Linked DNA regions of Mus musculus: all the other regions are linked to region 1. A link is a contact called in public HiChIP or PLAC-seq, Micro-C and promoter capture Hi-C data. All regions are on one chromosome and are shown on one strand. The core of a region is the stretch at or near the end of the contact, and the rest is flanking DNA. Distances in the headings are between cores, read along the strand shown.

Evidence for each region. Promoter capture Hi-C pulls out the DNA fragments that hold promoters and counts their contacts. Hi-C and Micro-C count contacts between places; a contact is called where the count stands out from the background. HiChIP or PLAC-seq counts read pairs in DNA pulled down with a chosen protein or histone mark. Capture Hi-C pulls out chosen DNA fragments and counts their contacts.
Region 2: a promoter capture Hi-C map of liver shows a contact between it and region 1, with 2.4 times the contacts expected there. The contact joins the promoter of Racgap1 here to the promoter of Slc11a2 in region 1. A contact is called at or near these places in 1 of 484 Hi-C or Micro-C datasets (embryonic stem cells), 1 of 115 datasets of contacts at active chromatin or transcription factors (embryonic stem cells) and 2 of 9 other capture datasets (adipose tissue and liver).
Region 3: an H3K4me3 HiChIP or PLAC-seq map of stem cell-derived neural progenitor cells shows a contact between it and region 1, with 6 times the contacts expected there. The contact joins the promoter of Bcdin3d here to the promoter of Slc11a2 in region 1. A contact is called at or near these places in 2 of 39 promoter capture datasets (hippocampal neurons and pre-B cells), 3 of 115 datasets of contacts at active chromatin or transcription factors (embryonic stem cells, pancreatic cancer cells and stem cell-derived neural progenitor cells) and 1 of 9 other capture datasets (liver).
Region 4: a Micro-C map of embryonic stem cells shows a contact between it and region 1. The contact joins the promoter of Asic1 here to the promoter of Slc11a2 in region 1. A contact is called at or near these places in 1 of 484 Hi-C or Micro-C datasets (embryonic stem cells) and 1 of 115 datasets of contacts at active chromatin or transcription factors (stem cell-derived neural progenitor cells).
Region 5: a promoter capture Hi-C map of liver shows a contact between it and region 1, with 4 times the contacts expected there. The contact joins the promoter of Cers5 here to the promoter of Slc11a2 in region 1. A contact is called at or near these places in 4 of 39 promoter capture datasets (hippocampal neurons, liver and pre-B cells) and 2 of 484 Hi-C or Micro-C datasets (both in embryonic stem cells).
Region 6: a promoter capture Hi-C map of pre-B cells shows a contact between it and region 1, with 4 times the contacts expected there. The contact joins the promoter of Lima1 here to the promoter of Slc11a2 in region 1. A contact is called at or near these places in 1 of 39 promoter capture datasets (pre-B cells), 2 of 115 datasets of contacts at active chromatin or transcription factors (embryonic stem cells and stem cell-derived neural progenitor cells) and 1 of 9 other capture datasets (pancreatic islet).
Region 7: an H3K27ac HiChIP or PLAC-seq map of embryonic stem cells shows a contact between it and region 1, with 7 read pairs. The contact joins the promoter of Acvrl1 here to the promoter of Slc11a2 in region 1. A contact is called at or near these places in 1 of 39 promoter capture datasets (liver) and 2 of 115 datasets of contacts at active chromatin or transcription factors (bone marrow-derived macrophages and embryonic stem cells).

Annotation. Positions count from the first base shown.
Region 1 is chr15:100,421,662-100,424,361 of GRCm38.p6, forward strand. Slc11a2 (solute carrier family 11 (proton-coupled divalent metal ion transporters), member 2) reads right to left here and starts at 1,394. Exons shown (of 17, transcript NM_008732.2): 1 at 1,301-1,394. It overlaps Gm5475 (predicted gene 5475), which reads left to right and starts at 1,532. Exons shown (of 3, transcript NR_040351.1): 1 at 1,532-2,583.
Region 2 is chr15:99,650,292-99,652,991 of GRCm38.p6, forward strand. Racgap1 (Rac GTPase-activating protein 1) reads right to left here and starts at 1,365. Exons shown (of 17, transcript NM_001253808.1): 1 at 1,216-1,365.
Region 3 is chr15:99,473,320-99,476,019 of GRCm38.p6, forward strand. Bcdin3d (BCDIN3 domain containing) reads right to left here and starts at 1,411. Exons shown (of 2, transcript NM_029236.2): 1 at 1,137-1,411. The coding sequence starts at 1,373.
Region 4 is chr15:99,669,077-99,671,776 of GRCm38.p6, forward strand. It overlaps Asic1 (acid-sensing (proton-gated) ion channel 1), which reads left to right and starts at 1,301. Exons shown (of 12, transcript NM_009597.2): 1 at 1,301-1,818. It overlaps Gm34880 (a long non-coding RNA gene), which reads right to left and starts at 780. Exons shown (of 4, transcript XR_875662.3): 1 at 332-780.
Region 5 is chr15:99,771,093-99,773,792 of GRCm38.p6, forward strand. It overlaps Cers5 (ceramide synthase 5), which reads right to left and starts at 1,423. Exons shown (of 10, transcript NM_028015.2): 1 at 1,091-1,423. The coding sequence starts at 1,287.
Region 6 is chr15:99,874,151-99,876,850 of GRCm38.p6, forward strand. It overlaps Lima1 (LIM domain and actin binding 1), which reads right to left and starts at 1,306. Exons shown (of 11, transcript NM_001113545.1): 1 at 1,183-1,306.
Region 7 is chr15:101,127,239-101,129,938 of GRCm38.p6, forward strand. It overlaps Acvrl1 (activin A receptor, type II-like 1), which reads left to right and starts at 1,284. Exons shown (of 11, transcript NM_001277257.1): 1 at 1,284-1,345; 2 at 1,689-1,825.

The DNA of each region.
Region 1 (2,700 bases), core at 144-2,643:
AAGCCAAGTTTGAGTGGTAAAAGTCTGTGATCTCAGCAGAGGCAGGAGGATCACTGTAAGCTAGAGGACAATTTGGTCTACACTGCAAGTTCAAGGCCAGTTAACGAGAGGTAGCCAGATCTAGTCTCAAAAAGACAAAGAGTAAGAAGGTACTGTCAGCACCTTGCATCTCTTCACCTGTAATTAGATGCACTTGCAGACTAACAGTATGGCTAGAAAGCCTTGCCTGGAGGACCTTTGGCAATAGCCCAGGGGACTCAGGGCAAAGACTACTGAGAAGGTTAAAGTCTTTAAGGAAACAGCAGGCACAAGCAAGCAGTAATTTAAAAAAAAAAAATACCGGTCAGCAGGAGACTGCCCTAAGCACTTTACCTGTATTAACTAACAACACCAACAGCCCTGACAGACCCAACCTTCACCACCACCACCACCACCACCCCATCCCCCCACCCCACCTTTAAGTGTGGACCGCAGGAAAGCTTAAGGAGCCTGAACCAAAAGTTAACACAGCCAAGAAGTAAGGAGACTTGGTCAGGGTGGAGAATGCCACGGTGGACAACGTGGACAGTTTCCCGTGGTTTCCCCACGGGTCACATGGAAGCTCTCGGATGCCCACCGGCCCTCACCAGCTCTTCTCCCATATTTTGCTTTTGCTGCCTTAAATCACACCGTTGAAAACCAAGGGATAACCGAGTGTCTCCATTTTATACAGCGGAAACTCTACTTCTGAGGATGCCCTTCCAAATATGATGTATCCAAGAAACGGACAAAGAATCCAAAGGTGGAATATCAAACAAATGAGTTTGCAAACTACCCGGCCTAGGACGCCGCTGAGAAGGGGAGTATCCATCGCGTGCAAGTGTCCCTGAACGAGGCCTTGGAAGGCGCAGGGTCCCAGGCTGCACACACAGCCGGACAACCGAGCAGCACTCAACCGCGAGGCCTGAGGCCTTCGGGCAGACCGCGCAGCTCCCGCAGCCGCTGGGCTGACAGGGCGCTGCGCTGCAGGGCACCCGGGGCTCCGGGAGGGCACTGCGGTCGCACCCCCCGGCCGGCCGGCCGCGGAAGGGTGGTCCGGTGTCCCGGGTGGCGGTGAAGAGCCGAGGCCCGTGATCGTCGGCGCCTATGCTGAGCCGGGAGCCCTCCCGGTCTCCTCGGGATACCGGGTTCCCTCCCCGGGCTCGCCGCTGCGCCCTCCCCGCAGGCTGCTCCAGCCCCGTAGGTCGCCGTCCGAGCCCCCTCGCACGCCCGCGCACAGCGGGCCGCCGTAACCCCTGACCCTGCCAGCACCCCGGCTTACCGGCTCCGCCACCTCCACACACGCCGCGCCGGCGACTCCATATCCCAGGAGCCAGCGGCGACCCAGTCAACCTCCTGCCCTCCCGTGATTGGCCGGCCGGGCGGGAGCCCCCCTCTCCTGATTGGCTGGACTCCTGCAGCTGCGGGATTGCGTGGCCGGCGGACCGGGAACGGAGGCTCCGCCCATCCGAGCTGCCTGGGGGCGGGGCCTGAGCGGGGGCGGGGCTGATCCGGAGGCGTGATTCCGCCGGGCGCGCCACGGTCCTCGCAGTTCAAACCTTCGGCGTTCTTATATTGGCAACTCCCATCCCCGGAATGCTCGGGACATATACATTTTTGTCATAGTTCCCGCCACTTCCTTTTAGGCAGCTACACGCCTTTTTCCTCCTAAGAGATGATAACTCCGAGAAACAGCTACACTCGATCCTAAGGCGCCATGGCAGTCCCTATTAGCTTCTTGAGCCACTGCTCGGTGCCCACTGACGCGCCAAGAACACCCCACGCCTGGGAGGAACCGAGAAACTTCGACCAGTGGAGCCAGTTCGGCTGCACCCGTCGTCCTACTCCCAAGACTCACAGTGATCCCACCTGGCTCTGTCTCTTCTCCACACATTTTATCCTGCCTGCCCCCAAAACAGTCCCACTCCATCCCCGGCCTCAGCCTCACCTCTTCGCAGTTTTATGACCTGACAACCCCCCGCCCCAAGTTGCCACCGAAAAGGACTTCTCGATTTCCCCTACAACAGTATAGATGACAGCCCTGTTTTCTTCATATAGAAACTGCCGGGAGAAATGTTCATTATTTGGTAAGAACGGAGATAGGAAGAAAGGGTAAACCCTAAAGATGGAAACTTTAAAAAAAAAAAAAAAATGACAGCAAAAGCAAACAGAAAGGCCCCTGGCTGGGGCTGCTGCTCTTCATACAGAATCGTCACCTGAAAGAAGAGAAACTACAAATTAATCTTGGCCGCCTCTCCAGCTCATCCGTGGCGTTGGAGAAAGGCTTCTTAAATGCCTTCGAGCCCAGAACCTTTCTTCTGGGACCTTCCGCTGCATCTAGAAAAGAAAGGGGCGAGATCTGTTTGTGTCAGCGTCCAGGTGTGCTCCTCGGCTGGCCAGCGTCCCTGGGCTGTGGCCACTTACTTAGCTCACAGTTGGGAGCAGCTGCTGCCGCCCTTGGCTGCTTCTTCCCCATGGTGCAGGACTGGTTTGGCTTTTCAGAGCAGCGCAGCCTCTATATATGCAGAGGAGTACGCCTCCCCTTGGCTAGAGAGAACACTTAAGGTAGGTCAACACTGAGGGAAAAATTTCAAACCGCACCCTTCAAAGCATAATCAAATTTCATCTTTGACCGGCCATGAGAAGGAGGAATTGTATTTCTGCCACTCCTAGTTATTAGTA
Region 2 (2,700 bases), core at 115-2,614, 770 kb before region 1:
CACACACCTACCTTTCATCAACCCAAAAGCCAAGTTGACCAGCAGACAGCACTGAAGTCTAACACAGCATAAGAGTCCCTATCTTTACTGCACCCTGGCAGCCTGACATGCAGCCTCATCAGTCCACAGAGGTTTTAAAGGTTAGTAGAAGACAGTCTTACGTGAAATTACATGTACAATTGTGCTGGCCTGTAGCTCAGCTGATACCATGTCTCTCTAGCATGACAAGCCCCTGGTTTCTGTCCTCAACACAGCAAATACTGAGAATGGCAGATCACACATGTAATCTCCAAGTTATCCTGTAATGCCTGTAATCCCAGCACTCCAAGGACAGGAGGCTCAGAAGTCCAAGGTTATCCTTGGCTACAAGAGGCCAGCCTGGGCTACATAAGACACTACCACACATACACGGAGTCCAGTTTATTTAGGAGTGATAGAACTTTAAAAGGTAAACAGTAAATCCAATAACCTTCCGATACACTATTGGGAGTACTGCAGTCAGTCTCTCCCCCTCTTCCTCTCTTTCTTCCTCTCTTTCTGAGGCACAAAAACAAAGCTCTCATTCCAAGGGAAATGAGTGAGCCAAATATAAGTGACCCTGGCTAGTGAACATGAATCCAGAATACCAAAATACTACGTTGTGATATAACCATTCTCACTACGTTTTATAGTTAAGAACAAGTCTTAGCTTTTCTGTTGGTGGAAGCTGTTCATATAAATTAATACACCCCAAAGGGTTTCACATGCAAATCACAGAACAGTAGGTAGGTCAGTGACAGAGGTGGGCAATAAATTATTAAAAGGGGGGGGGGCCTGGAAAAAAAAAATCACCCGAGATAGGCTCCGAATTTGCAACATTCCAACTCTCCACAACTAGGGATGTTCTAATGAGCCTTGTGGGAGACAGCCTAGAAGGTAGAGGCTCTCCACGTCAGGCCGCCGGGTTCCCCAAACACCTGATTTCTCCCTCAAAAGAGACTGTTCCTCGGAAAAGGGTATGAGGGGGCTCTCCCCGCCATTCCCACGCCCGGCACTGGGGCTCGCCAAGACCACCTTGAGGGAACCACACCCGCACCCGGCCGGCCACGCCTCAAAAGGACGCCCCGACTTTGCAAGGAGCGCCACGCCGAGAGCAGCCGGGTCCCGCCGCCCCCTCCCCTCGCCCGCCTCCCCGCCGCCCGCTCGCTCGCTCGCTCGCGACCTCGACCGGCTTACCGAGGCTCCCGGCCCCGCGCACACGCAACCCCGTCCGGCCCGCGGCGCTCACTCTCCGGCCGCCGCGCCCCAGGAGGGCTGCTGTCTACCAGCGACGCGCCTCACTAACGGCAGTGTAAAACCGCGCCGCCAGATCCGGTTCAAAATCACGCACCAGCCAATCACAGAGGAGCTCATAATCACGAAGACGCAAGTGTCAGGGCCAGGGGGCGGGCGCAAAACGGAATGGGCATGCGCATTACATTAGCGAGACGCCCGAAAGGCGGCCATTTTGACTAAGGGCACACACACAATTTTGCGGGAGTAGTGGGTGTTTCGTGGCCCGTGTAGGACTCACATTCCAGGCTCCAGCTTCCTTTCTTGCAATTATCCTAATGACCTGTTGACTAATTGCATATTATTTCTTGCCTCCTGTTTCCCCACGCAGTCAAATAGGACCCTTGGAAACTAATAACTGAATAGTTTTCGGGTCTCACTGTAGAATAGGAAGAATTCCAGAAGGAGACAGAGCAGCAATCATTTTAACCATATTTACTGAGCTATAATTATCCCTCCATTCATTCACGCATTCATTCAGACTTCTATTTGATGCACAGTAAGTATGCCAACTTCATAGCAAGCACTCTGCTAGGAATCAGAAAAAAATACCGATCATGTGGTCTCTGCTTTCCAGTAGCTATGAATGGGGGAAGACAGCTCAAGAAAACAAATAGAAATGCAAAATGAAGTGTTATAATTCCATTTAATAAGTGGCACTTAAAATTTGGCGTCGTATTGGTACAGAGGCTTTGAAACTTTGAAAGATCTGGACCCAACATCAGAAATGCCTTTTACGTACACCAGCAAACTATTCATCTTAATCTATTAGTGTGTTCCCAATGTTTCTGTTCCTTTTTTTGTTATGTCTCTGTGTTGGTGTCCCTTCCTTCCTGAATTTACTAATTACTGGTAGGTGTGGCTACTAGCAACTTGACAAAATACTGGCTAGCTAGAGTTTACTAGAAACAGTGATCCAGGTACACCCCTTTAACCCCAGCACAGCAGAAGCAGATTTCTGTAAGTTCAAGGCCAGCCTGGCCTGCCTCAGAAGTCTAACCACCAAGGGAACTGAGCCCTTCCTCGAACTCTTTACAACCGTGGTATTTTCAAAGGCAGTTCTGGGTGGGTGTGGTGGCACACACCCGAAACCCCAGCACTTAGGGCGTGGAGGCTGAGGGATTAAGACCAGCCTCTGCTACTTAGTTTCACACCAGCCTAAAACAAACAAAAAATCAGATCCAACCATGGCTCTTCCTTGCTGAAAACCATTAACCGTTTCACTTCTCCTCCTTAAAAAAAGATCAGGGTCTTTAACAGGGCTCCCCTAACCTGGGCTTCCGGGCTCTCCAGCTGCCCCTCCTGACTCCCTCCTGTCTACAGGTCCTGAAGTGCACCAAGCTACTCTTAGCATCCAGCGCTTGCAGAACTCTTGCTGTTCCGTCTGCC
Region 3 (2,700 bases), core at 161-2,660, 950 kb before region 1:
ACTTGTGTAAAACAAAAATGAGTGGATAAATGCGTAAATAAATAAATGTTCAAAAGTAAACTTGAGAACAACTGCCTTAGTCAATTGCAACCGTGTCCTTTCTACTGTGGCTCTGTATATACTGTTTACAATTTTAAAATCTTTTTTTTAAAAATGTTTTTCTTTTCTGTTTTTCTGCTGGTTTCCTATACCACGGTGACACGTTTACAGGGACACACACCCAGCTGGTTACTGTAGTCTATAACCAAAAGCTCTCCTCAACTGAGACCCTCAAAGGTCTTCACCACCCACCAATGTCTCTTTTTTGTCGTTTTTGGAAACATGGTCTTAGTAGCCTAGGCTAGCTTCAGACTTGTGGGAATGCTTGTCTTCTGAGAGCTAGAATTACACGTGGGCAAAAGGTCTATCCCTGGACTCTGGTGATGGAATGTGGAGCGAATGGCGGAGGGTCCTAACCATTTGTAATGTTGGATAAAACTGCCCGCTTCACTGGGACATCCACTAACTAGCTACAAATAGGCGAGACTGTTATTTCCTTATTTTTGCTGCGGTTTGACTCTAATCATTACATGTCTGAAAACACTCTGCGGTGGGAAAGGTGGTTAAGGCTTCCTCCTCTGGCCGGATGATCTATTTTCTTTCTTGATCCCTCTCTACTGTTCACCGTTGTACTCTGTTAGCACAAGTAAATAAGGATCTGGCTCCAGGTCTGTCTTGCACTGTATATCTACAGCCTTAAGTTTCAGCCGTGATTACGTCACCCTGGCTCTTATCTTTTAGGAATCAGGATTCCCAGATTTTTTGGGGGGGGGAAGGGAAGGGGATCCCCGTTCCCCAGCCAAGAAGACCAGCAAAGCAAGAGAGGAGGCAAACGCCGGAAGTCCAGATCAGACGGTCCTCCTCCCCAGCGGTCTGGCGGGAATTTTTGGAATGAGTTGTGGATTGCTCAAAATTCCTCACTCGGCCGTGGGGCCCCAAAGGGAGGGCTGGGACGTGCACGTGTCTGTCAAGGCTATACTTTAAAAGCCCACTCTGGGCTTTGAGTTTTGATGCCACGCCCAGGCCAGCACCACGGAGGACGCGGAGGCTGACCATCGCTGGGCTCCCGGCGCTCCGATCCCTGCCGCGTCACTCACCCCGGAGTTACACCCCACGTCGAGCCCTAGGATCGGCCTCTTCTCGGGACCCTCGGGAGGGAAGAGCTGCCGAAGAAGCTCCGGGGGCAGAAGGCGGAGCCTTTGCTCGGGAGGGTGGAAGCGGGAATAATGAGGGAAATTTCCGAACGGGGCGGCCCCGGGTTCCAGAGCCCCCGGATGCTCTTCCTCCACAGCCTCTCCAACGCCCCCTCTTGACAATGTCCCGTCTGCGGCCATCACGCTCTGTCCCTCGGTTGGGGCGGAACCGGAAGTCTGGAGCCCGCGGAGGGAGGGGGCGAGCGCAGCGCCAGCGCGCATGCGCCTAGGGTAGAGGTCTGAAAGAAGGTGAGTTTAGGTAGGTGAGAAGACCCCAGTGCCTAGTCGGGGCTTTCGGTATCCTATTGGAGGCCGTGATCGTCCCCTCTTACTTAACGGACTTGCCCAACTTGAGTTGAACCTTGGGCCACTGACCAAAGCAAGGAGTTTGTGGGGGTCTTGAAAGTGAAGTTGGTCCAAGTTTCTTTCTTTTCAGATACACAAAGTGAGCTGTAAGGAAGGGGGATTCCTTGTCTGGGGAGTATGTGTGTGTGTGGGGCCTGTGACGGGGTCACACAACAATGCACTGACACAGGAACTTGAGCCTGGTTTAGAAAACGTAGCTGGAAGCTCTAGAACACTTAAGGTGCCACAAGGGGACCGACAGACATAGTAACTATAGACTTCATTCCAGAGGATGGAGTTGCTACATTGATACTTTTCAGCTGTGAACCTCCTATATTTATCATAAATCCTGGCGCACGGTTGTTCAGTAAATACTTGTTGAATGAAAACTGTACAAGATGCAAGTGACTAAGCCGTATCTGTTTGGGGGAAGAAAGAAAATGGGAGAACAGAGTTAAATTGAAAGAGATGTGTTGAGATAAACTTAAGACCAAAAGTGGGCCGAACTCTGTAAAAATGGTTCAATCAGGAAATGCTTGCTGGGTAAGCTCGTGGACCTGAGTTCGGATCCCAAACACCCACATAAAAAGCAGGGTGTAATGGTGTATGCCTGTAATCCCAGACTAGCAGATCTCTGAAGTTTGCCGGCTAGCCAGCCTAGCTGCGTTGGTGTGTGCTCCAGGCCCACTGAGAGATTCTGTCTCAAAAGATAAGGTGGGAAATGATCGAAGAAGATGCCTGCCATCCGCCTCTGGACTCTACACACGTGTACACACGCTAGGAAATAGTAATACTTTAAAAGCTTTTTAAATGTGGTCTGGGGTGGGGAAAGCTGGTGAGGAGAGAGACTGAGGAGTCAGCCTCCCTTAGTCTCTGTTCTATTGCTGTGGAGAGACAGGTAACCATGGCAACTCATTAAAAAAATAATTGGAGGCTTGCTACAGTTTCAGAGGTTTAGTCCATTATCATCATGGTGGGAAGCAGTAGCTGAGAGCTAGACCCTGATCCATAGGCAAAAAGAGAGTCCAGGCTTAGCCTGGGCTTCTGAAACCTCAAAACCCACCTCAGGTGACAAACTTCCTCCTACAAGGCCACACCTCCTAATCCTTTCAAAGAGTCCCAC
Region 4 (2,700 bases), core at 51-2,550, 750 kb before region 1:
AGTGGAGTTTAAGTATCCGAGAGAGTGCTGTCACCTGGTGGCTGCCCAGGGGCATGGCAGCCCACCAGCAGCGCTTGTGCCGTTGGACAGCTCCCCAGCCGGAAGGCGAGATACTATCTTTATTTTGGCAGCTTGGCGCTCTGGGTCCTGCTGAATGGACCTCAATCTCTCACCAGACCTAAACCCCTATCCCTGGAGAGACATCTTCACTGGTTTCTAGGGTACCTCTTACTCCCAACCCCTCACAAATTCTCATCAGCTTCTTCCCTCTATGTCAGGTTCATTCCTCAAACTCAAACCCAGAACCATGTCCCTGAGACCTGCTTCTCACCTTCCTTCTCTCAGAGCTTCACCAGCCTGTAAGTGGAGCAAAGGAGCTGCAATGGATATAATTCTGATCTTGCATCACACACACACACACACACACACACACACACACACACACCACACCATCATCTGACACCATCAGACCTCAACAGCCTCTGTGTTAAGAGCTCCTAATGAGCATCAGCAAATTAACAACTTCCCCTTGATTGCTCCTTCTCTGCTAATTGGATAGGGAGGGCCCCCCCCCCAAGGCCTCGGAGAAAGAAAGAGGGAGGGAAGGAGAGAGGTGACAGCTACAGGAGCAGCCTCCAGGTTTCAGGACTCAGATTTCTGGTCCATCCCAGAACACACTCCTCCTTGCAGCCTTCATTTTGTATCTTTTTCTTTTTCCCTACTTCTGCCCCATCTGCCCTCACTTCTGGCCATGTCTCTTTTCTTCTCTCTGTTCCTCTCTGCTTTATAGATCTGCCAATGAGGCACTTGCACACGGGCTGCTTAAGAAATCCACTGATATACAAATGGGGTCTGGGTGGCCAAGGGTATTTATATATGTGCATGTGTGTGGGTCACATGAAGGTGGGAAGCAGGAATAAGAGCAGGTGAGTGAATGTGTACAAACAGGTAAGTGCTCGTGTGAGGGTCAGGCTTCAGGGATGTGTAGGTGTATGTGATGTGTGGATGGCTGAGTGGCAAGGTAAGACTCCGGTCTGAATGTGCCTGTATCTCCACACAGGCAAATGCTTGAATCAGTCAAGTGTGACTGTGACTCGGAGTGTGTGTGTGTGTGTGTGTGTGTGTGTGTACACGTGTGCATGTGCCATCAGAGGAAGCAGCAGCAGCAAGAAGCAGGAGCTTCGATCCGAAGGAGACAACGTGGGGAGGGGGACGCTGGGGGCAGACACCCTCCTTCCTGCGCGCACACGTGCGCGTGCACACACACACACCCCATAGTCACACACGCACACACACGCGCACACACACACAAGCCACAGGGCCTCGCAAGCAGAGAGCGGAGCCGGCTCCGGGATCCGAACGAGGCAGCTCTGCTGAGAGCGGCGGGAGGAGGCGAGCCAGCGGGGGGAGCCCTCGGTTCCGCTCCCGGGCCGGGGGCCCCCCGCGCACACCGGCCCAGAGACACCCTCGCAGACACTCGTAGGCGCGCACGCGCACCCTTTCCCCTCCTCCTCCCCTCCCGCCGCCTCCCGGCCGGACGATGGATCCCTGCAGATCCCGGGGCTGAGAGCACCGCGCAGCGCCAGCGCGCCGAGCCCCGGGCGGACCAAGCCGAGCGAGCAAGCGCGCGCGGGCGGCGGACCGAGCTGAGCCGAGCTGGCCGAGCGGGCCGCTCCCTGCAGGGCTCTACGCGGGTGCCGCGGCAGCCGGCGGCTCGGGCTCCGGGCCATGAGCCCCTCCGCCGCGCGGCGCTGAGCCCACGGACCGCCTCGCGCCCCAGGACCTGCAGCGGCGGCCGGCTTTCCCCAGCCCCCTCAGGTGGGTTTCCGACCCCGCTGCCTTGGGCCCCGGGCTTCCTGGTGCCCCAAAGCCGAGACTCTCCTCCACTGTAGCTTTCTCCAGCTTCTGGGGAGGCTCGGCGGATGGGGAGGGGGCGGGGGGCCGAGCCGGGAATATGACTGCGACGAGAAGCTGGACTGGAGGGGGTGCGTTCGGGGCGGGGATAACTGGCTGTCATAGGGAACCGCGCCCCCCCCCCCCATTCCTACATCCACCTCAGGCAGCCTACCATCCTCTCCCAAACACACACACACACACACACACACACACACACACACACATACACACACAGCCTGCGCCTATGCCTGTGCTTGTTTGAGAACTGGAGACACAGAAGGTGAGGATACAGGCAGGGCCCCTCCCCAGATGTGCCCACCTCCGGAGAGGTGGCCCTGGTTTAGCTCCTGAGGTGACAGCCTGTTCCTGGGGATACCCTTGATCAAGAGAAGAGCCCCTGACCCCTGGTTCAGCCCATTATGGGGAGTTTGATCTTGGCTGGGGTAGATATTCCTGTCCCAGAGTGACCTCACATCTGGAGGGAACTCCCATGCCTGCCTGTGGGTGCATCAGGGACTTCCCTCCTTCACTCTAGTGGCTGTATCTGGGGTCCCCCATAGTCTGGGAAGCTTGCAGACCATTCTCTCGACCCGAGCTGACCCCCCCCTCCAAGCCTCTATGTTTTAATGACTGTCATCTTGGATGGTCCCTCGTTCAAGCCACCTTTGGAGCCTGCATGTCAGGGAAGTCTTCCCTTGGACAAGCAGTGACCTCCGGTTAAGGATTTTGAATGGACATAATTGGAGGGGCCCTATATGCGCCTTCATCTCAGGACAATGACAGAGTCTTGTCTCCTCTTTCCTC
Region 5 (2,700 bases), core at 173-2,672, 650 kb before region 1:
CTGGATATAAGAAAAAAAACCCTTGTAGACAAATCAAAGAAGTAATCCAAAACAGATACTTCTGAGTAATGGATTATTTTGTCTAACCACATCTCCACACTAGAAAAGGAATTCTGGCATCAGTGTCGTGTTTGTTCTAGATAAGGTTTTTACAGAAGGCGTCTCTGCCTACGAGGAAAGTACTTCCTTGGAGTTTGAGTAAGCTTTATCAAAAACACAGCTATGATTGATCCTCATTACAGATCGCATCAGATCCTTGAAGAACAGTGTCTTTTTGGCAGCAGATAAGACTAGCCCTTTGAAGAACGGGGTGGGGGTGGGGTGGGGGGGATCTTCTGCCCAGAGCATGTAGCTGGGCAAAGTATGTTGTGAATACTACCACCTTAGAAGCTGGTTCACAAAGCTGTTTCCAATAAAGTCTCAGGCTCCATCGCCTTCAAAATGACCACTTCTCCCATCTCAGGCTTCCAAGGCCCGTTCAGCAGTTCCTCTTGACACCTTCCCCAAATGTTGGAAGCCTCAGGCTTCACCACACCCTATCCTAGCCAGACGTCTGCTGTCATACTAACACGTTCACGCGCTAACAAATCAGGGCTTGGGGCCTAACTGATCCTGTTGTTTCAAACCCCAGAAGTAAAGTAACTTTAGCAAACATTACATCTCATGCATCCACCTACGTCGCTCGGAAGCTCTGGCGCTTGCACTGAACCCACAAGCTTCCAGGACCCCAGCTAATTCTGGTTCTCCCAGGCCCTTCCCGTTCCTCTCGCCGGGCACTGCGGGAGCACGACTCACTCTTGGGTTCCTGGAGATTGGGAGGCAGCCTTCGAGAGCTCCATGCGACTCTGTGATCTGCACTTCTGAGGCCCAGCACTCCCCTCGATTCTCTCTCACTCGCCCACACCCTAGACTCGCGCGGTCTGCGCGCACGCAGGCTCCAGGGGCGCGTCGCCGGGCTCCGAGCATCCCCGCCGCGGCCCGGGCTCCCCGGCTCCCCCGCCCCGCCGCCTCGGCTTCCGGCCCTCGGTCTCCGGCCCAGGCGTCCCGCCCCTACCCCCCGCCATCCCCGGCCCCGCGCAGCAACGCTCACCGCTCAAACAGCATCCTCACGGAGAAGATGCACACTGCCAGCGGGAACACCGACAGCACGTGCTGGGCGCGCGGGTAGCCGTAGCCGTCGCCCGGGCCCTCCAGGTCCGCCCAGCTCACGTTCTGAGGCAGCCAGAAGCTCTCGCTCCACAGCCAACCCCACAGGAGGCCCAGGGTTTCCGCTGCTGCAGTCGCCATCTTACGCGCGCCCGGCGGCCACTGCCGCCACAGCCTCGGAGGCAGTCAAGGCAAAAGGAACCCGCTGGGAGGCGGCCCCGAGGCGGGGCCCGGCCTACGGCCACCCTCTTCCGTCCCTGGGTCCTCCCAGCCGCCCAGCCCGCCTCTCCCGCAAGGATGGCCTCCTCCCCGCCCATCCCGCCTTCCCGCCCACTTCTCCGTCGCAGCAGCCCAGGCCCCTCATGTGGGTCCCGGCCTCGCCCCGCGTGCCCATTTCTTCTTGGCCACGCCCACCTGTCCTGGTCACGCCCCTCACCTGCAGCCCGAGCCACGCCCAGTTTCTTTCAGCAGGTTCGACATCACCATGGTCACACCCCTACCTCAGGCTAGTTTCTCCCTTTTGGAAACACTCTTCCTAGTCCAGCAGATTCAAGTTCTTTCTGGCTCCCGGCCCGGCTATACGTTCCTGATCATCACTTACAGTCCCGGTGTCCCAGCCAGCCGGCTGTGCTGTTCATCCTAGTTGATTCCTCCTCCTCCTCCTCCTCCCCCTCCTCCTCCTCCTCCTCCTCCTCCTCCTCCTCATACTCCTCCTCCTACTCCTCCTTCTCCTTTTTTGCACTTCCTTGATCTCCACCCCCCTCCTTGGCTTTAGGCCTTAAAAGTTACCTTCACTTTTTCTCAGAGAAAACACAAGGCTTTGAAATATCTTTACATTAAAAGCCTGTAATTCCAGCCTCCACTGTAATCCCACTTGGGGCTCAGGGTCGTTCTCTGCAAGTTCAGGGCCAAAATGAACTTCATGAGACCTCCCCATCCCACCCCCATTCCCTTTTGAGTGTCTGTGGGAGGTAGTGTTTCACAGCTGACGGCTCCGCACTTGGGTGACCAAAGGGAGAGAATTGTCCCTTCCTTTTAAGACCAGTTTGCATACAGTACAGGACAAAAGGTTCCTCCTCTCCCCTCTTGAGGCAGAAGGTAATGGGGGGAAAAAAAAGCAACAAGGCAAAAGGAAAATAAATGACCGCTAGTTTTAATGACATCTGTCATGTAGCAGTTTATGAAGGAATAAACTGAAGTCCAAAGAGGCAGAATAGTTTGCCCAAAGTCATATAGACCAACAGCTGTAATTAGAAAATAATTAGAGGGGCTGGTGAGATGTCTCAGTGGGTAAGAGCACCCGACTGCTCTTCCGAAGGTCTGGAGTTCAAATCCCAGCAACCACATGGTGGCTCACAACCATCTGTAATGAGATCTGACTCCCTCTTCTGTAGTGTCTGAAGATAGCTACAGTATACTTAGATATAATAAATAAATAAATCTTAAAAAAAAAAGAAAGAAAATACTTAGACTCCAGAACTCTCATTTCCTTATCTTACAAACCACCTCAACTTTATTTTTTTATTTATTTATTGTTTCCAGCCCGCTTGGGCC
Region 6 (2,700 bases), core at 56-2,555, 550 kb before region 1:
ATCACACAAATGGTAATTTTTAAAATATATATATATATATATATATATATATATATATATATATATATATATATATATATATATATATATATATATATATATATATATATATATATTGAAGGTCAGGGACAGTGGAGCACACCTTTAATCCTAACATTCAAGATGCAGAGGCAGCCATATTTCAGGCAGCCAAAGCTAGATAGCCAGCTCAAGGCTAGTCAGGGATTCTCTGAAGAAGCAGAAAGAGGAAGAGAAGAAGAAAAAGGAGGGAGAGGAGGAGGAGAAGACAACGACTGAGGAGGAGTTGTTCTTTCCTGCTAACTCTATAGCTTTTTGAAGGCTGTCTAAACATGATCACACTTGGTCGTCCATAGACTAACTGGACTAGGTATTTGTACCAGTAACTATGTAGATACAAAGTAGCCCACTCACCCACTTCCGTGCCAAGGATGATCTGCCCTCCAAAGGTCAACGTCTTAAAAACATAACCTCACAGTCTTCGGCTAACTTGCAAAGTCAACAGAACCATTTGGATTAGGCAGATTTTTGAGAGCTGGAATTAGTTGCAAGACAATAGCAGATCAGTATCTCTCACCAGGATCAGCTAAACTCATTGTTGTGAGCACCAATAAGAAGGCTAGGACGGGTGCCAGATGGTTCGCTCCTAGCACCCACGACTTCGAGCTCCAGTGTGTGTGGCCAGGGGTGTACAGTTACCTAATATTAACACCTACGGATGCGAGTGAGCAGTGGATCCCAGCTCAAGTACACCATAGCGATTTGGGAAGGACACAGCAAGTAGGAACTGTTCGGAAGGATGTTAAGTCTTAACCAGAGTTCATCTGGAGGAATGGACGGGAGAAAAATTGGAAAAGGAACGGCCGCGTGGAAGAAGGAAAGAGTGGCAGGATTACCTCCCTAAGAGGGTGTTTTAACTTTTGATGAAATGCCACTTTCCCTCCATCCCGTGCGAGACCAGGGGCCCAGGCAGCGAAGTCTCAGTCCCTTGGACTTCCCAGAAGGGAGGGCGGAGCATGGGAGGCTCCTCCAACGTGGACCCCAAGGGGTGAGCCTCCTGCTCCTGCTACCCACCGCCTCAAAATACGCGGGGAGAGTGCGGGGCTCAGCAGGGTCTCCGCGCGCATGCAGGCTGCGGAGGGCGAGGCGAGAGGAAGCGCTTACCTGACTAGAAAGCCGTCGGGGCTCGGCGCTGCACGGCCACGGTCCTGCGCTCTGTCTGCCCAGCGCACCTGTCGCAACTGGGCTGCAGCACCTTCAGCTCCGCGGCCCCGCCCCGGCCCCGCTCAGAGCCCCGCCCCCTGCCGCGGAGGCGCGCCCGTCTCCCGCCTCCCGCGCGGCCTTGGAGCGAACGTGCTCGCTCCCGGCGGCGTGTTCAACTCGTGACCGGAGCGTCGCCCTAGTAGCGGTGGTGTTGCAGGAGGCGTGGCTCCTGTGTCAGCCTCCAACTTGGTCGTGTCCCCTTTCTGGCTCACCCTATCTCTCTCTGACTAGAGATTGCAGCAGTTTGATCTGAGACTCACCCAGAAATCTGGTCTAAGTGCAACTTCAGGGAAGTTCCTGGTGCTGTCGGGGTAAGTTCTGTGGAAAGGTATTTTAAGAGAGGCCATGCCCTGTGCTGCAAAGAGCTGCCAAAGAGGCCTGGCTCAGACTACATTGGATCACTTCACCTCAGTGGACCTGAGTTTCCTCAGGAAAGGATAGGATTAGATAAGAGTAGGTGGTGTCCAAGTTCTCCAAGAGCTATGGGTTTTGTTTGTTTGGTTTTTGGTTTTTTGTTTTTTTCAACAACGGGTGGTTTTCCTTCATTTTCTTTTGAGACAGAGGAGGGTCATCACATGTAGCTGAGATTAGCCTGGAACTCACAGTGTAGCTGAAGTGATCTTTGAGCTGTTGGCTCACAAAACTGCCCGTAACTCCAGCACCTGGGGAACCTGATACCATTTTCTGGCGTCCGTGAGGAACTGCACACACATCACACACTCACACACATATACATACTAATAAGATTAAATAAAAGTCTTTTTTAAAAGAGGCTCTAAGAGAAGGGTAGTAGCACACACCCTAGAGTGGGCTTGCACTTCTCAACAGTGTCTGCAAGACCTGTTTCTGTTTCTGCACTAGGAATGTGAGGGTCTGAATAGATCATGAGGAGACATAGCATGTGGCCATCCAGCCCTCAGATTCTTGGCTCCACCACCATTCCTCTCTGCACGAAGCCTTTTGATAGTATCCTTTCCTGAGGTCTAGTGACATACCAAACGAAAGGAATTCTGAGGCTTTTCATGTGAGTGTTGATTAGTATCATAAGGGCCAGTGGTAGAAAGATTTGTTCAACTCCTAAAGCAGTCACTGGCAAAGGGCACAGGACATGTGGCCTTTATCCTGGCAACTGAGGTAGGATGGTTGCCTTGAGTCCCTGGATGTCCAGTGTTACAGAGTGAGAATAACCCAAAAGGAACAAAACAAGAAACCTACAAAAAGCTGTTGATGAACAAGTTTTAAGGAATTGAGCCATTCACCAAGGATAGAATATCATTCAAAAATCTAACCTAGACTGATTTCTGGATAAATGTACTAAAGAAGCAAATTAACTTTATTCGAAGATTAAAAGGGTTTTGTTTTTGTTTTTGTTTTTTTAAACGGGAAATCAGCAAACTTCTCTAACAGCTTGGGAAAGGA
Region 7 (2,700 bases), core at 34-2,533, 710 kb after region 1:
CCACTGACCCCCTCAGCCACTTCCCAGCTCCTGACCTTACCCATGGTCCCCTATCTGCCCCTTCCCAAGGAGGCGGACCTTAGACTTGGGCTGCAGAGGTCCCATGGGTCCTGTCCCACTCAAGACAGAGAGCCGCCGGCTGGAGAATGAAAGGCTTACCGGAAGCCATGGCATGTGGGAGGAAGAGTGGGTGTGAAGATGGTCATGTATCCAAGCTCCCTGTTCTATAGAGTGTAACAAAGCGACCACCACAATCTGGAAAAGCAGATACTGTAATCCATAGTACTGCAAGACATGGTCTGTCCTGACCCTGAAATTTGGTTGAGCCGGGGCTCTGGAAGGTCATGGGGCTCACAATTCAAGAAGCTGCTAGCATGTGGAGCTCAGCAGAGGAAGTAAGACCAGTGGGAGCCTCCCGCCTTTCTCTCCCCCAGCCTCTATCCTTGCCAAAGGATAGGGCACCTCTGTCCCATCTTGCAAAATCTACATGACAGGCATGACACCTTAGAGATTGCTTCTGTGTTCTCCCACTGGGCTAGGGCCACCCCTTCCCTAGCCTTCTCAAATATTAGCCGACAAACTCCTTCCTTGAGGAACTTAGATAGGCACCATCTTTTACCGTTTGAAAGATGGAACACTATGCTCATTAGTAGCGGGGGGGGGGGGGGGGGGTTGAAGCCCCTGGAGGTGTTAGTGGGGTCACAGCAACTAGCCTGGATTCCCAGCTGGTGGAACTACTTCAAGGTCCCCCACAAGGATATTCACAAGGCTAAGAGTAAAACTCAAGTCCTGCCCAGGAAAGCATAGATTTTCACCCAGTCCCAGCCTGTACTGCCGATCAGGAAGAGGAAGAGTGTCCTGTCTTCCCCATCCCGAGCCCTCTGCCCAACTCCCCAGCCGCAGGTCCCAGCCTCACAAGGTTCCATGCCCCAAATTCTAAAGCTCCCCATCTGGTAGTTGTGCCCCGCCCCCATCCCGTGGTTGGGGTCCCAGCCCGGCTAGACAAAAAGGACACGGCTGAACAGAAAAGACAAGGTGGCCTTTCCCTCTATTCTGGCCACCCCTGACCTGAGGGAGAGGAACAACTAACTGTCAAGCCTTGAGGTGCACAGACCAGACTGACTCAGAACGGACCTATCTAGGTTTCTTTAGCCCGAGGCTGAGCGTTGATGGCCAGCACTGTGGACAACGGAAGGGAACAAAAGTATTAAGGGTGAAGGGCTGGAATTTGGAGGCAAAAAGATTTAAGCCAACTGGAGAATCCAAAGGGCGGAGCCAACTCTGGAGCAGACACTCCCAGCCCAAACTCAGCTTTCTTAGCGCTGTTCCTTAGGAGTGAGCACAGGTAAGTTGGCTGCTACCTCACGCGGGTCCCTCCCTGAAGCCCTCACGAATCTAGATTTCTGCCTCTGGGTGCAGGCTACCCTCTCCTGGCCTAGAGCGACGCTTCCGCAGCTAGCTCAGTCCCTACGTTCCTACCCAGGACGCACGGGACCCCAATGCCTGGGTTCGAAGCCTGTCCCTTCGTGGCAGGGAGGGGCTGGGGTGGTCGCACTCGGTCTGCAGCCCTCTAGAGCCGAGCCCTGCTGCTGGGAGGCGTACTGGGCAATAGGAAACGAGTTATTAGGAGGGAGTGGTGGAGCCGGGCCAGGCAGGAAGAAGCTAGAATAAGAAACATTTTGCTCCAGCCCCTTCCCAGTCCCCGGAGGCCGCCGCGCCAGCCGCGCAGATCGAGACCTTTCCCGGCCCCACAGGCCGGCTCTGGACGTGAGACCCCGGCCGCCTCCGGCAAGGAGAGGCGGGGGTCGAGTCGCCCTGTCCAAAGGTGAGTCGGAGTGCCGCTGGGCCGGGCAGGGAGACCTGTCCCTGGTCTCAGGGGGACCCTTCTTTATGTGGATCTCAAAGACCTCTCAGACGGCGCGTGGCAGGGTCAGTTTTAGCCGGGCAAGACAGTCAGCAGTCCCCTGGTTGTGGACACACACCTCCCTGCTACCCCGACCTGAGCGTGGAAGGGGGCGGGTCGAGCACGGATGGGGAATCAAAAAACTTTTTTTGCTAGGTATCCTGAGGCCTTTAGCTTCTCTTCCCTGCCGAGATTAACTCTTCTACCCTTATCTATAAAGGTAAAACGGGACTGAAAGATTCTTCCCTCCTGAGCTCCAGGGTGCTCTGTTGACATAGGAGCGACTTCCCTTGCGGAACCTCCTCATAGAGACCACTTAACCTGGCACCCCAATCCTTATCTCTATAGGGTCACAGAATTCCCCTGCCGTGGGTGTCCTTGACATTCCCCTTTAGGGACTCCTGGCCCTCCCCCAGGCTGAGATCCAGGCAGTCAGTCAGCCCTGCAGAGAACAGCTCTGCTTTCTTAGGTCTTCCTTTGAAGGACACATTCCCCTGCTCACGAGCAACTTCTGGATGAGTTCGGCCCCCTCTCTGACCCTCCAGGGTCAGTCTGTCTAGGGGGTCTGTCTAGGGTCTTTCCTCTCTGGATCCTCACCACTCTAGCTGGCCCCCCACCTGTCTTCACAATTATCCTTCTTTGTTGTGGGTGGTTTTGCTCACACAGCCTATCAGATGGGAGATAACTGTGCCCAGCTTGTGGAAGAGAGGTCAGCTTCAGGCTTTGGATGACTCTGAGAAGGGTGTCAGTCAATGACATCAGGAGACACCATGGTTGGGAGGTTTTTTGTTTGTGTT